Regions from separate parts of the Sus scrofa genome. Here all the other regions are linked to region 4. Evidence: chromatin contacts called from public Hi-C and HiChIP or PLAC-seq data. All regions are on one chromosome and are shown on one strand. Each heading gives the region's core, a stretch centred on a gene start, on an enhancer-like site or on the middle of the called end of the contact. The rest is flanking DNA. Distances are from core to core; before and after follow the strand shown.

What was found. A called contact is a pair of places that touch in the nucleus more often than the background predicts. HiChIP or PLAC-seq counts read pairs in DNA pulled down with a chosen protein or histone mark.
Region 1: an H3K27ac HiChIP or PLAC-seq map of alveolar macrophages shows a contact between it and region 4. The contact joins two enhancer-like sites. A contact is called at or near these places in 2 of 47 Hi-C or Micro-C datasets (embryonic fibroblasts and retroperitoneal adipose tissue) and 2 of 2 datasets of contacts at active chromatin or transcription factors (alveolar macrophages and skeletal muscle).
Region 2: a contact with region 4 is called in an H3K27ac HiChIP or PLAC-seq map of alveolar macrophages. The contact joins two enhancer-like sites. A contact is called at or near these places in 2 of 47 Hi-C or Micro-C datasets (embryonic fibroblasts and fetal heart ventricle) and 2 of 2 datasets of contacts at active chromatin or transcription factors (alveolar macrophages and skeletal muscle).
Region 3: a Hi-C map of embryonic fibroblasts shows a contact between it and region 4, with 2.2 times the contacts expected there. The contact joins the promoter of JUN here to the enhancer-like site in region 4. A contact is called at or near these places in 1 of 5 promoter capture datasets (liver), 4 of 47 Hi-C or Micro-C datasets (embryonic fibroblasts, fetal skeletal muscle, heart right ventricle and 1 more) and 2 of 2 datasets of contacts at active chromatin or transcription factors (alveolar macrophages and skeletal muscle).

The regions. Positions count from the first base shown.
Region 1 is chr6:152,815,714-152,818,521 of Sscrofa11.1, forward strand. All of the region lies in intron 14 of FGGY (FGGY carbohydrate kinase domain-containing protein), which reads right to left. Among named protein-coding and RNA genes, the nearest start is that of HOOK1, 110 kb to the left of the region's middle. Within about 2 kb of position 1,353, at least 19 of the 83 cell types and tissues checked have an H3K27ac peak or open chromatin away from gene starts, as enhancers often do. A contact at or near this core is called in alveolar macrophages and embryonic fibroblasts, where this site is marked.
Region 2 is chr6:153,651,253-153,654,206 of Sscrofa11.1, forward strand. No RefSeq gene overlaps it. Among named protein-coding and RNA genes, the nearest start is that of JUN, 34 kb to the right of the region's middle. Within about 2 kb of position 1,454, at least 50 of the 83 cell types and tissues checked have an H3K27ac peak or open chromatin away from gene starts, as enhancers often do. A contact at or near this core is called in alveolar macrophages, where this site is marked.
Region 3 is chr6:153,684,811-153,687,929 of Sscrofa11.1, forward strand. It overlaps JUN (Jun proto-oncogene, AP-1 transcription factor subunit), which reads left to right and starts at 1,615. Exons shown (of 1, transcript NM_213880.1): 1 at 1,615-2,825. The coding sequence starts at 1,793. The coding sequence ends at 2,800.
Region 4 is chr6:153,321,391-153,324,251 of Sscrofa11.1, forward strand. The region is part of intron 3 of LOC102165506 (a long non-coding RNA gene); the gene reads left to right. Among named protein-coding and RNA genes, the nearest start is that of FGGY, 110 kb to the left of the region's middle. Within about 2 kb of position 1,476, at least 2 of the 83 cell types and tissues checked have an H3K27ac peak or open chromatin away from gene starts, as enhancers often do. A contact at or near this core is called in alveolar macrophages and embryonic fibroblasts, where this site is marked.

The sequences.
Region 1 (2,808 bases), core at 103-2,602, 510 kb before region 4:
ACAGAGAAATAAACTAAGGCTCAGAACAGCGAAATGATGTTCCTCAAATCAAGTGCAAGTACAGGAGCCTAGGTGTGGTTGGTCCAAGGCCCATATACATGACTTCAGGCTGCAAGCTCCTAGCTAGTCCCCGACTGCCTCTCATTTGCCTATGACTGATCCATATGGTTTCAGAATTTCCCCGTAATTAATGGTGAAATTACCAGGAATGTCTGCATAAACACAGAGACCATCCTGCCAGCCTGGTGTGTTCTGGTCTAAAATGTTATTATTCTGAAAAACATAGCTTCAGGAAAAGAAATAGTTTATAGGGAAAGTCTCCAAGAAATCTTGAAGCCATAAAGAAAGAGATTCACAGATGTCAGTAAAGGAAAATTGAAAACTTCTGGATAAGACACTATAAGCAAAGGTAGATGATGAGGATCCTATTACAAGAAAAACTTCAATATATACGACAAAGGACTGAGGTACAGAGCACACGAAGAACTCCTCTAAATCTGCAAAAGAAAGACAAAAAACCCTATAGGAAAATGAAGAGAGGATCTTAATAGGCCATTGACAGATGACAGACCGAGGATATAAAGAAAATGTTCATTCTTACTAGCAACAGGGCAGAGGCAAAGGAAAAGAACATAAGCAGTCATTTTCTGCCCAAGACTTTGGCAAAAATGTTAAGCGACTGACAATACGCAGTGTTGGCAAAGGCAGAGGGGCACCGTTGGCAGAAATACAAACTGGGCTGGCCTTTATGGAGGGCATTTTGGCCATAGCTAAGACAATTTCAAGCGCACGAATCCTCCCAGAAGAAATTTTATTTTTTTGTATCTCTCCAAGAGAACTCTTCACACATGTATGTAAAGAACCATACCCAGGATGATCCTGGCATTGCCATATGCAAAACTAGATACCAAACACAGTCTAAATGTCAATCAATAGGACATAGGTTAAGTAACTTTTTATAAATGCAGACTCTGGAATTACCACCCACAGGTAATAGACATAGGGCGGCTCTATATGCACTGACATCCTCCCGACAGCTAATAAGTGAAAAAAAACCTTGTGGAGCAATTTGCACACTATGATCCTAGACGCTCCCATACATATGTCTGTGAATGCATTAACAAGGTGAAGAAGACATACAAAACAGACAGTAACGATTCCCTCTGGGATCAGGAGAGGCTTGTGCCTTTTGCCTTTTACTCTGAATTTCTATGTCGTCTGCGTTTTTACAGTGTAAGTGTATTTCTACCATTGTTCACTATCTAAAGAGAAGCGAGTCAGCCAAAGAGACAGAGACACTTGCCTTGTGTTCGGGGTTACATCCTGTTCGCGCAGGATTGAGAAATACTCTGACCCAGGGCCGCGTCTCCCTCCTCTGCGGATGGGAAGAAAGCAGCTCATTTGGAAACTGCCCTCCCCTCTTCTCTCCCTCTCATTTCTGAAGGGGCTCGTCTACCTGAACACATGTGGGTTTACACACAGTCCTCACCAGCATGTGCTGACTCAGAATAACCACTGCCTAGGTTAGTTCACCACCTGAGAACTTTTGAATCACTGAACAAAGAGATTCTTGTCACCTTGGTAAAACTCATACACAATCAAACCCCAAAACAAACTCCAACAGCAATAACAAATTGTCGGGTCTCCTGAGCAGAAGACTTGATTTAAACCATGGGGTCCAATGGGCACAGATTGGACGTACAGCTCCAAAAATAATGGCTCTGCTAGCCTAAAACATATCAGATGTTCCTTTAGCCTTAGCTCGCCCAAGACATAAACTATGTGTTCAGGGGAAAGCAAAGTCAAATGACTCATGACAGAGTTTGTTTTTAGTATGAATTATTTTTTCTGGCTCCTTGCTTTTAAAGACGGATCCTTTTCAGATGGGTAGAAGCAAGGACTGCTGGGAGCTGGGCTCTTGAGCCTAGCCCATTCCCACCCCCCACTTCTGAAAGCTGGAAGCGGATGCCCTGAGAAGGAGAGTTTATTTCCCATATGATCACTCCCACGATGCACTGCTGCTGCTTTTTTTTTTTTCCTTTCGAAACAAGTCAGGCAATGGCAGCCTGAGTGAGGTGGGTGAAAAACACTAGATCTGGAGCCTGAGAGACCTGAGTTCTGATTCCACTGCTACCATTTGTGAACTGCTTGCCACAGGGAATGTCACATGACTTCTCTGGTCTCTGGGCTGCAGTCTGAGAAGAATTCTGAGAAGAGTAAGCACCACTTTAGATTGTGGTGGGGACTCAATGAGGTAACCCAAGCAAAGTGTGTGCCTCACAGGAGACACTCAGTAAACAGCAGGGACAGGACTCCTCAAGGCAGACAGGGTTCTGTATACCTCAGCATCCCTAATGCTCATCTGAGAACGAGGCAGCAGGTATTTGAGGAAGGCAGGCAGCAATGCACTTGGTACTTATGATATGCCCGACACTGTTCTAATCGCTTTATATGGATTATCTCATTTATCTTTACAAATAACACAGGAGGTTATTTACTATCCACACTGAGACACAGAGAGATTAAGAACCCTGACCAAGGCCACACAGGTGGTCAATCGAGGGCCTGAGAGCTGAATGCTTGCGGGATGGCTTTAGAGCAGGAGGCGGGGAGGGAAGACAGCAGACCAGAGGCTCCCTGCATGGACTCCAAGGAAAGGCTACATCAGGAACAGTCCACCTCTCAGATCACTGTCGAAGAACAGACACAGGGGAAGGAGGCAGACAGCAGGAGTGTGGTCACTCGTGGCTCTGCAGGAAGACAGGTGGTGGACAGCCAGAACCCACCCATGAGTATGGCAGATTAGGA
Region 2 (2,954 bases), core at 204-2,703, 330 kb after region 4:
CAATTATATGAGGTAAGAGTCACTAACCTCCATTTGACAGATACAGAAACTGAGAGTGAGAGAGCTTAAGCAACAAATATTAGGGTCAGATTTAAAGCCAAACCTAAGAACTCCAAGGTCCCCCCACGCGCAAGGAGAGGGCAGCCAGTCCCACGGGTCTGGGCAGGCTGGCCAGAGGTCCCAGTGCATCTTCCTTGCCCGAGCCTAGACGAGTGGGTTTGGGCGGGGTCTCCCTTGTCGCAGACGCAGACGGGTCCAGCAGGTGGGACAGGAGCAGGGCTGTGGTTTGCTGTGCTGGCAGCTTGCACCGAGTGAGGGGCAGAACCTTCAAGAGTCGCTGGCACCTGACTCCTCCCGCCTGCTCGCCCAGCGGGAATCCGGGCTGTGGCTCCGCCTGCGCCTGGGCTCTGGACCAGCCGCCCTCCCGCGCGTCCCTTTTGCTTTTACCCCAGCCGCGCTGATTCCCTGCAATTACTCAGAATCGCGCCCACTTGGTTGGCTTGGTGACAAAATCAGCAGTGGCTGTCGGAGGACACCTATTTACAAACAGGACCCCCCGCCCTCAGCAGAAAGCACCCCAGGCCGAAAGCCTGGGTGTCTTGGTTCTCCTCCCGCTTTGGCCCCGGGGAGAGTGGTTTCGGGCCTCAGTTTGCCCATCTGTGTAATTGACGTTAATGTTTCTGCACAGTCAAGCGAAAGATGTACGTTGTGAAAACAGCCTGAAATTTCTTTGAAGTTTCCTACTTTCAGCTACCACAATTCTGAAAGTTATATTCTTCTCCATCATTGTCAGTCTTAATTTTTTTTTAATTTAAAAAGGAGTGAAATTGTCACCCAGGAAATATAGTCTGTGATTTATCCTGTGGTTCTTGATCCCCTGTTTGAGACACCAGTGGAAGCTCTGGAAGGCCCTTTCAACTCCCTTTCATCTGTTAATCTGATTAGTTGTGGTTATTGTTTTATTCTTGCCCATTAAGACTTTTGCGATCTCACTGATGTCCAATAGGGTGGGGAAAAGGCTGGCTTTTGCAACCAGTTATGTTCGGTTAGAATTTCTCGGTCTGCCATTTTTTGCCTATGGGACCTCGTCTAAGCCATTTACACTTGCTAAACCTCAGTTTCTCGATTATAAACTGGGGAGAACACTCGCAGAGTTGCAGGGAGGATTAGGGATGATGTTTATCAAGGGCCTGCTGAGTGACCCATGAAGGACGGTGCTAACGGGTGGGAACTCGGACGGCTTAAGCCTGGATTTCTTCACCCTGCTCCTTCTGGTGCTCCCCCCACCCCCATCCCCCCAGCACCCGGCCGGGGCGTGGCCAGCTCCCAGCCTCCCCAGGCCCGCCTGCAGCGGATGGCATCGGTCCTGCCTCCCGCACTGGCGGCTCCGGGGGCGGGACCCGCGGCAACCTGCGGCGGAAGGCTGGGCTTTATTTACGCAAAAGCCGCGGGTGGAAGCTGGCCTTGTATGGACGAAATACTGGCTGGCCGGGAACGTCGCCTGGGGAGGCAGTAAGAACCAGCCCTCGCCCGATAGGAATCTGTGAATAAATACATAACCTAACTCAAAGAATGCGTTGAAATCCCCCCCACCCCAGCCCCAGGATCACGGAAACACGACCCAAGGGGGCCTTGGGAATCCTTCCACACGCCCCATCCTATCTGATAGTTTGACTGAGTGAGGCTCAAATGATTCTCGAGTTATTATCAAGCTAGGGAGCCTGCCACCCAGTTGCCGCCGTCCTAGGGTCGTCTGGGGAGCGACTTCGGGGCTGGGAGTGAGATCTGGGTCTGAAACAAAGAAGGGAAAGGGAACCCCCTTTATGGGCACCTACTCGTGTGCTAGGCATTGTTCCTATGTGATTTCATTGACTCCTCACACCAGGCTTTGAGAGAATTTATTCCCATTTTTCATCTAGCGAAACTCTGGATCCGATAGGTAGGCGAAGTCACTTGCCCTTGAACACAGAAGCCGGTAGATGGAACAGCTGGATTCAAATACAATTCTGTCCAGTGTTCTTTCTACCCAACAGTTCCGTGCCCCTCGGGGTGGGGGTGGGGGGCCGCAGGGGTAAAGCGCAAAAGAGGCGGTTGCGACCTCAGGACAGCCGCACAATGACCCAGCTACCCAGCTGTTTCTGGGCGCCGCCCCTTGCCGGGTTTTCCTTCCCCTACCCACAGGACGTCCAAAGCCTCTATCTTCCAGTTCCACCTGTCAGCTGATTCGCTGCCACCCCGCCCGCTCGCCTGATTTGGCAGCCGGAAGTCTCACGCCCGCCCGTGACCGCTGACCTAGAGCCTCTAGTCTTATCATTGCCAAAGCCAACGTCGCCCTGGAGGTCAGACAGGTGCGCCCAGGGCGCGCATTTCTCTGGCCTCCGCCCTAGTCACGGGGCTGCATCCGGTCCGGGAGCAACAGAAACTGGTCCAGCCGCCCCTTTCCCGGCAGGGCCCCGCCCACGCCCACCCCGCGGAGACCCAGAACAGGTTTCTTCACTTTCCCTGGCCCAGTTGCTGCCGGGGGCGAGGAAGGGAAGCTGGTTGCTCAATGTGGCTGCCTATTGTTCTGGTTCTCATGAGACTTGTGGACGAGCCATCAGTCAGGTAGATTCAACTCAAGCCACCCAGCATGCACAGTGACTTGTGCACCAAGCTATAGCCAACAAACCCTTAGGATTCATCATGTGACACTTAGACCCGTGCTCTGGGCACTGGCCAGCCAGCATCAGGTTCCAAGAAGGTGAGCAGAATGGGTCAATCACCCAGTCCTTTGGGTCCATCTAGCAGTGAGTGGGTGTGGGAGGCCATTGTCAGGAGTGGCTTGGGGGTGGTACACACTAACCTGTCATTGGCCCTCCATCAGTATGTGCCCAGTGACCCTCAGGGACTGTCCCAGAAGCCTCGGCTCCTTTGCTTTAGATCTCATGACCAAGAGGAAAGCTTGGGCAGAAAAT
Region 3 (3,119 bases), core at 365-2,864, 360 kb after region 4:
CCAAGGCAAAGCTGTGAACCCCGCGCGCTTTCTCCCATGGTCTGGAGGGTGAAGTAGGGGCGCGGCAGGGACTTAGATGAACACCCAGTTTCAAGCAATGCAAATCACTCGGCTTCCAGACAGCGCCGCGAACAGTCGCTCTTGAACTTGACCGGGAGACAAATTTCGGAGAGTTCTCAACGTGGGGGGCCGACTCTCCTAAACTTCAGCCCACTTTCACTCGCCCCCACAAGGGCCTTAACAGAGCCACCTTAAGGGCGGTGCTCCCGCCCCCCGGAAATGCGGGGGGGGGCAGGGACCTGGGCGCTTAGCCCGCCCCCTCCCCCCCGCGCGGCGGCGAAGTGCCCGCAGATGACATCGACCCCCTCAGTGACACCCGCCCAGCCCACTCAGGCCGAGCCATCGGGCCCGGTTCCCCAGCCTTCCGGGTCCCCGCATCCCCTGCCTTCCCTGAACTTGAGCCCGCCTCCTTCAGAGGCTGCGAGCCGCCGCCGGAGTCCGCCCAGCTTGCGGCAGCCACCGTCACTAGACAGTCAAACCCCAAGACGTCAGCCCACAATGCACCGGGCGGGCCAGGAAAGACGCGCCGAGGAGGGGAGGGGGAAGAGAGAGGCGCTAGTCGCGAGGAGAGGAGGGAGGGGAGGCAAAAGAAGGGCCCAACTGTAGGAGGGCAGCGGAGCATTACCTCATCCCGTGAGCCTCCGCGGGTCCAGAGAAGAATCTTCTAGGGTGGGGTCTCCATGGCGACGGGTGGGCCCGCCCTCCTGAGAGCGACAAGAGCCAATGGGAAGGCCTTGGGGTGACATCATGGGCTATTTTTAGGGGTTTACTGGTAGCAGATAAGTGTTGAGCTCCGGCTGGATAAGGGCTCAGAGTTGCACTGAGTGTGGCTGAAGCAGCGAGGCGGGAGTGGAGGTTCGCCGATTCAGGCAGGCAGACAGGCACCGTCAGTCGGGGCGGACTGCAAATCTTATTTTCTTTTCCATTTTCTCTCCCACGACCCGGAGCTAACGCCTGTGGCTCCCGGGCTGGTGTTTTGGGGAGTGCCGGGAGATCCCCTTCTCCAGCCGCCCCCAGGCGGAGAGCCCCGCTGCGCGGGCGCTGCTGACAGCTCGGAGAGCGGCCACTGTCCGCACGGGGAAGTCCGGAGACCAGCTGCAGCGGCGAGAAGTTTCCCGGCAAGGAGGACAGGGGACAAGTGGCCGCCGGGTCCCGGAGCGAACTTTCGCAAAGCTTCTCTCCGCCCGAAGCTGCCGCAGAGGCGGTAAAGAAAAGGAGGCGGTGGAGTGAGGAGGACGTGCGCTCCGCTCCGCTCGCACCGGTTGCTGAACTTGGGCGAGCGCGACCCGCGGCTGCCGGGCGCCCCCTCCCCCTCGCAGCGGAGGAGGGGACAGTCGTCGGAGTCCGGGCGGCGGAGACCCGCCGCGGGCAGGCCACCGCGGGCTTTGCGCTGCCTGCCTCCGCCTGGAAGCGAGTTCGTCCGCGGGCTCCGAGGAACCGCTGCTCCCGAGAGCTCACCGTGAGTGACCGCGACTTTTTCAAAGCCGGGAAGCGCGCGCGAGCGGACGAGTAAGAGTGCGGGCGGCGTCTCAACCTTGCGATCCCCCGGAGCGAGCTGGTGAGGAGGGCGCAGGGGGGAGGCCAGCCGGCGGGGGCGCGCGCTCTTAGAGAAACTTTCCTCGCTCACGGCCCCGGGAAGCGCGGGTGTCCCCCGTTTGCCAGCGCGCTGTTGCGGCCCCGAAACTTCTGCGCGCAACCCAAACTCACCCCACGTGAAGTGACGGACTGTTCTATGACTGCAAAGATGGAAACGACCTTCTACGACGATGCCCTCAACGCCTCGTTCCTCCAGTCCGAGAGCGGTGCCTACGGCTACAGTAACCCCAAGATCCTGAAGCAGAGCATGACCCTGAACCTGGCTGACCCGGTGGGCAACCTGAAGCCGCACCTACGGGCCAAGAACTCCGACCTCCTCACCTCGCCCGACGTGGGGCTGCTCAAGCTGGCGTCGCCCGAACTCGAGCGCCTGATAATCCAGTCCAGTAACGGGCACATCACCACCACGCCGACCCCTACCCAGTTCCTATGCCCCAAGAACGTGACTGACGAGCAGGAGGGCTTCGCCGAGGGGTTCGTGCGCGCGCTGGCCGAACTGCACAGCCAGAACACTCTGCCCAGCGTCACGTCGGCGGCGCAGCCGGTCAGCGGGGCGGGCCTGGTGGCTCCGGCGGTAGCTTCAGTGGCGGGCGGCAGCGGCAGCGGCGGCTTCAGCGCCAGCCTACACAGCGAGCCGCCAGTCTACGCTAATCTCAGCAACTTCAACCCCGGCGCGCTGAGCAGCGGCGGCGGGGCGCCCTCCTACGGCGCGGCGGGCCTGGCCTTTCCCGCTCAGCCCCAGCAGCAGCAACAGCAACCACCGCAGCCGCCGCACCACCTGCCCCAGCAGATCCCCGTGCAGCACCCGCGGCTGCAGGCCCTGAAGGAGGAGCCGCAGACGGTGCCCGAGATGCCCGGGGAAACCCCGCCCCTGTCTCCCATCGACATGGAGTCGCAGGAGCGGATCAAGGCGGAGAGGAAGCGCATGAGGAACCGCATCGCTGCCTCCAAGTGCCGGAAAAGGAAGCTGGAGAGGATCGCCCGGCTGGAGGAAAAAGTGAAAACCTTGAAAGCGCAGAACTCGGAGCTGGCGTCCACCGCCAACATGCTCAGGGAACAGGTGGCCCAGCTTAAACAAAAAGTCATGAACCACGTTAACAGTGGGTGCCAACTCATGCTAACGCAGCAGTTGCAAACGTTTTGAGGCGAGACTGTTGGGGGCTGAGGGGCAATGGAGAAAAAAAAAAAAATAGCAGAGAGACAGACTTGAGAACTTGACAAGTTGCGAGAGAGAGGGAGAAAAAAAAAAGAAGTGTCGGAGGACTAAAGCCAAGGGTATCCAAGTTGGACTGGGTTGCGTCCTGACGGCGCCCCCAGTGTGCACGAGTGGGAAGGACTTGGCTCGCCCTCCCTCGGCGCGGAGCCAGGGAGCGGCAGCCCGCGGGCTGCCCCGCTTTGCGAACGGGCTGTCCCCGCGCAAACAGAACGTTAAGACTTTTCTTTAACACTGACCAAGAACTGCA
Region 4 (2,861 bases), core at 226-2,725:
TAGAATGGAATGTACTATTAGTCTTAATAAATGGGCAAACTAGAATATAAGCTTTAAAGAGCAGGGAATATGTCTTTCTTGTTCACTCCTGTATCCTCAGCGGGCAGAATAGTGCTTGGCACATAGTAGGTGCCCAGTACCTATTTACCGGTGAGCAAGATGAAGTAATTTGTCAAAGTCAGAGATAATAAATTGCAGAGCCAGGACTTGAAATAAAATCTGTTGGACTCCAAAGCCCATGCTTTTCCTGAGCTGTCTCTTTTACTTTCTCCCTTAGGGGAACTAAGAGGCGGGAAAGAAGAAAGGAGCAAAGTCCCATTCTTTGAGAAACTTGTAAATTGCAAAGTATTAATCTAGACATAGTTATATATATATTATCTCATGTACTTTTCACAACCACCAAAAACAACTCTTTTCTTTTCTCTTCTTTTTAAACATTGAAGGAACTTGAGAAATAGAAAGCCTCAATGACTTTTTCAAGGGAAAATAATGAGTAGAAAAAACAAGGGCTCTGCCTCCAGTGCCAGACTTTCACCTCCATCCTCGGCTCTTCTCCTAGGATCACAGCTGCTTATAGAACAGGCCCTGAAGGAGGCTGGAAGTGGGCCAGGGATGTATCAGACCCATCACACAAGGAGGACAAGTAGAGTCCCTTTGGGTTTGCCACTGGATTTGGGTCAAAATGCCCAGCTCTGTGGTAACCTTTTATGACCAAAAGCACAAAGCCAGTAAGTTGAGGATGACTGGGTGCTCGGTGGCACTGTTGGGGCTTGCAACAAACCTGGCAGTTACCTGCCTCCTCACTCCTAGTTAAGCTCAATTAAAAAATGCCTTTGTCCCTTAAGACCTCATTAGTTTTTTTGTTTTTTTTTTTCTATTAGCTGAAGCCAAAATCATTTCTTTTTAGGAGTGAAGGAATCATACAGACCATGGCACTTACTGTCTGCTCTCTCACTAACAGGCATGTCTGTATGCTTCCAGAATTCTCAGCATCTGTATTTTTATTGGTGGGAGGTATCTGTTGGCTGAAAGTGTCAGAAAAGAGCTTGAGCTAGCTTCTGTGAATGAGGGGAAATTGTTACAGGAATAAAAGGCATCTCTTGGAACCCGAGTACAGGGATTTAGCTGAGCCTGGCAGTGGAATGGGACGAGGACCTCAAAAGCATTTGGGACTCTGTTTCTCTCTAAGGCCCTCTGCTCTTCTCTCTTCTCTTCTCTTCCCTTCCCCTTTCTCTTTCCCCCTCCCTGCTGCCTCCCTTCCCCTCCTCCTCCCCTCCCTCGTTTCTCCCCCTCCTCACTCTCCTCCCCCTCCCCTCCTCTACCTTTTTCTTCTTCCGCTTCTTCCTCACTTAGTATCTACAGTTATATGAAACTGATTCAATCACTAGAAAAGAGACTGAATCTCAGGGCCCACTTCACATTTCTTGGAGAGCAGATGTGATTAGTCACAGTTCAGTCTTGTGGCCAGTGCTGCAACAATCAACTCTGACCAGGAGGAAGGATCAGAGGGTATGGATTTGACTTCTGGCGCTGATCCCTGTGTACCATGTAAATGATGGAGCCAGAAAGTTCTGACAGTAAATGACTGGGGAGACAACCCAAAGCTGTCTGTTGTAAAGTCCCATCTCTCTCTTCCTGAGACATTAACTGCTGGTTTTAGTTACCATCAAGGCCAAATGGCAGCCCTGCCCCTATTGCAGTTTGGTCTTTTATTAACGTAATATTCAACAGGTTCTATTCCAGGCAGTGGGCTTAGAGCAGTGACCAAATCTGGTTAAGTCATTGCCCTCAGAGTCTTATCCTTTCCTCCTTCAATGGTGTAGCATTTCCCACATGGTTCCGGTAAGCTCTCCCTTCCTTTGCCCAAGCTTATTTGAGATGTGTTTTTGTTACTTCTAACCCAAAGGATCCTGACTAGTGCAGAAATAGGTACTGGGAGTAAAATGTTACAACTGACAGATCCCCTGATATAAAGCTGGCTGAGTCAGGATAGAGTAGAGAGTTCTCGGCTCTGCCTACAGAGGACTCAGCCCTACAAGGATGAGATACTAGTAATCCTTGTTAGTGGTAGAAAATCATTTGGTTAAAAGATTATCAGTTGTCTGCTAGAACTCAGAGCATTGCCCACAAAATAGGAACTTAAGGAACCTTGGAAATATGTCCAAGTTTTGCTGCATGTGCCTATTCTTCGAGTAAATTCTTGATTTTGGCCTGTCTAGTAGCAGATAGAGAATAGCAGGGCAGGTTTACACCTCTGTTCAAAGAATTTCTTTCCGCCTGTAGTTAGGAATTTGAACCTGTTGAATCAGATAAACAGGTGCCTTAAGAGTATGGTCTTAAAATTGGTGCATCAATTAGGACATTGGAAATTTGGGAGGATCCAAAGAATCTGGGAAGACTTCTGAGCAACTCTCCTGTGCATCCCTACTGTACATCCCAGGGAAGTTGGAAATGCACATTTGAATGGGTAATGAAGTTGAGACAGGAGCTACATGACAGAAAAAAGTGAGCCTCTCCTCACTACTCTAGCCCTATTATTCTTCAAACTTGCAGGCAGAGGCCAGTAAACTAAGATTTCAGGAGACAAGCAGAGTCCCCAAGATTGATATTAAGAAGCGGATGCTATGAAAGTGAGGCGCAAATTCAAAAATGAAATTTGGGCAAGGTTTCTGGTATTGGTATAGCAAATTGAGTCTCTCATGCAACCTCCCTCCTCTAACCCAGTGACGTCAATAGGCCTGGCTAAGGAAGGACTTAAGAGTTGTGCCATAAGAAGTACTCAAGCTGGAGTTCCCGTCGTGGCGCAGTGGTTAACGAATCCGACTAGGAACCATGAGGTTGCGGGTTCGGTCCCTGCCCTT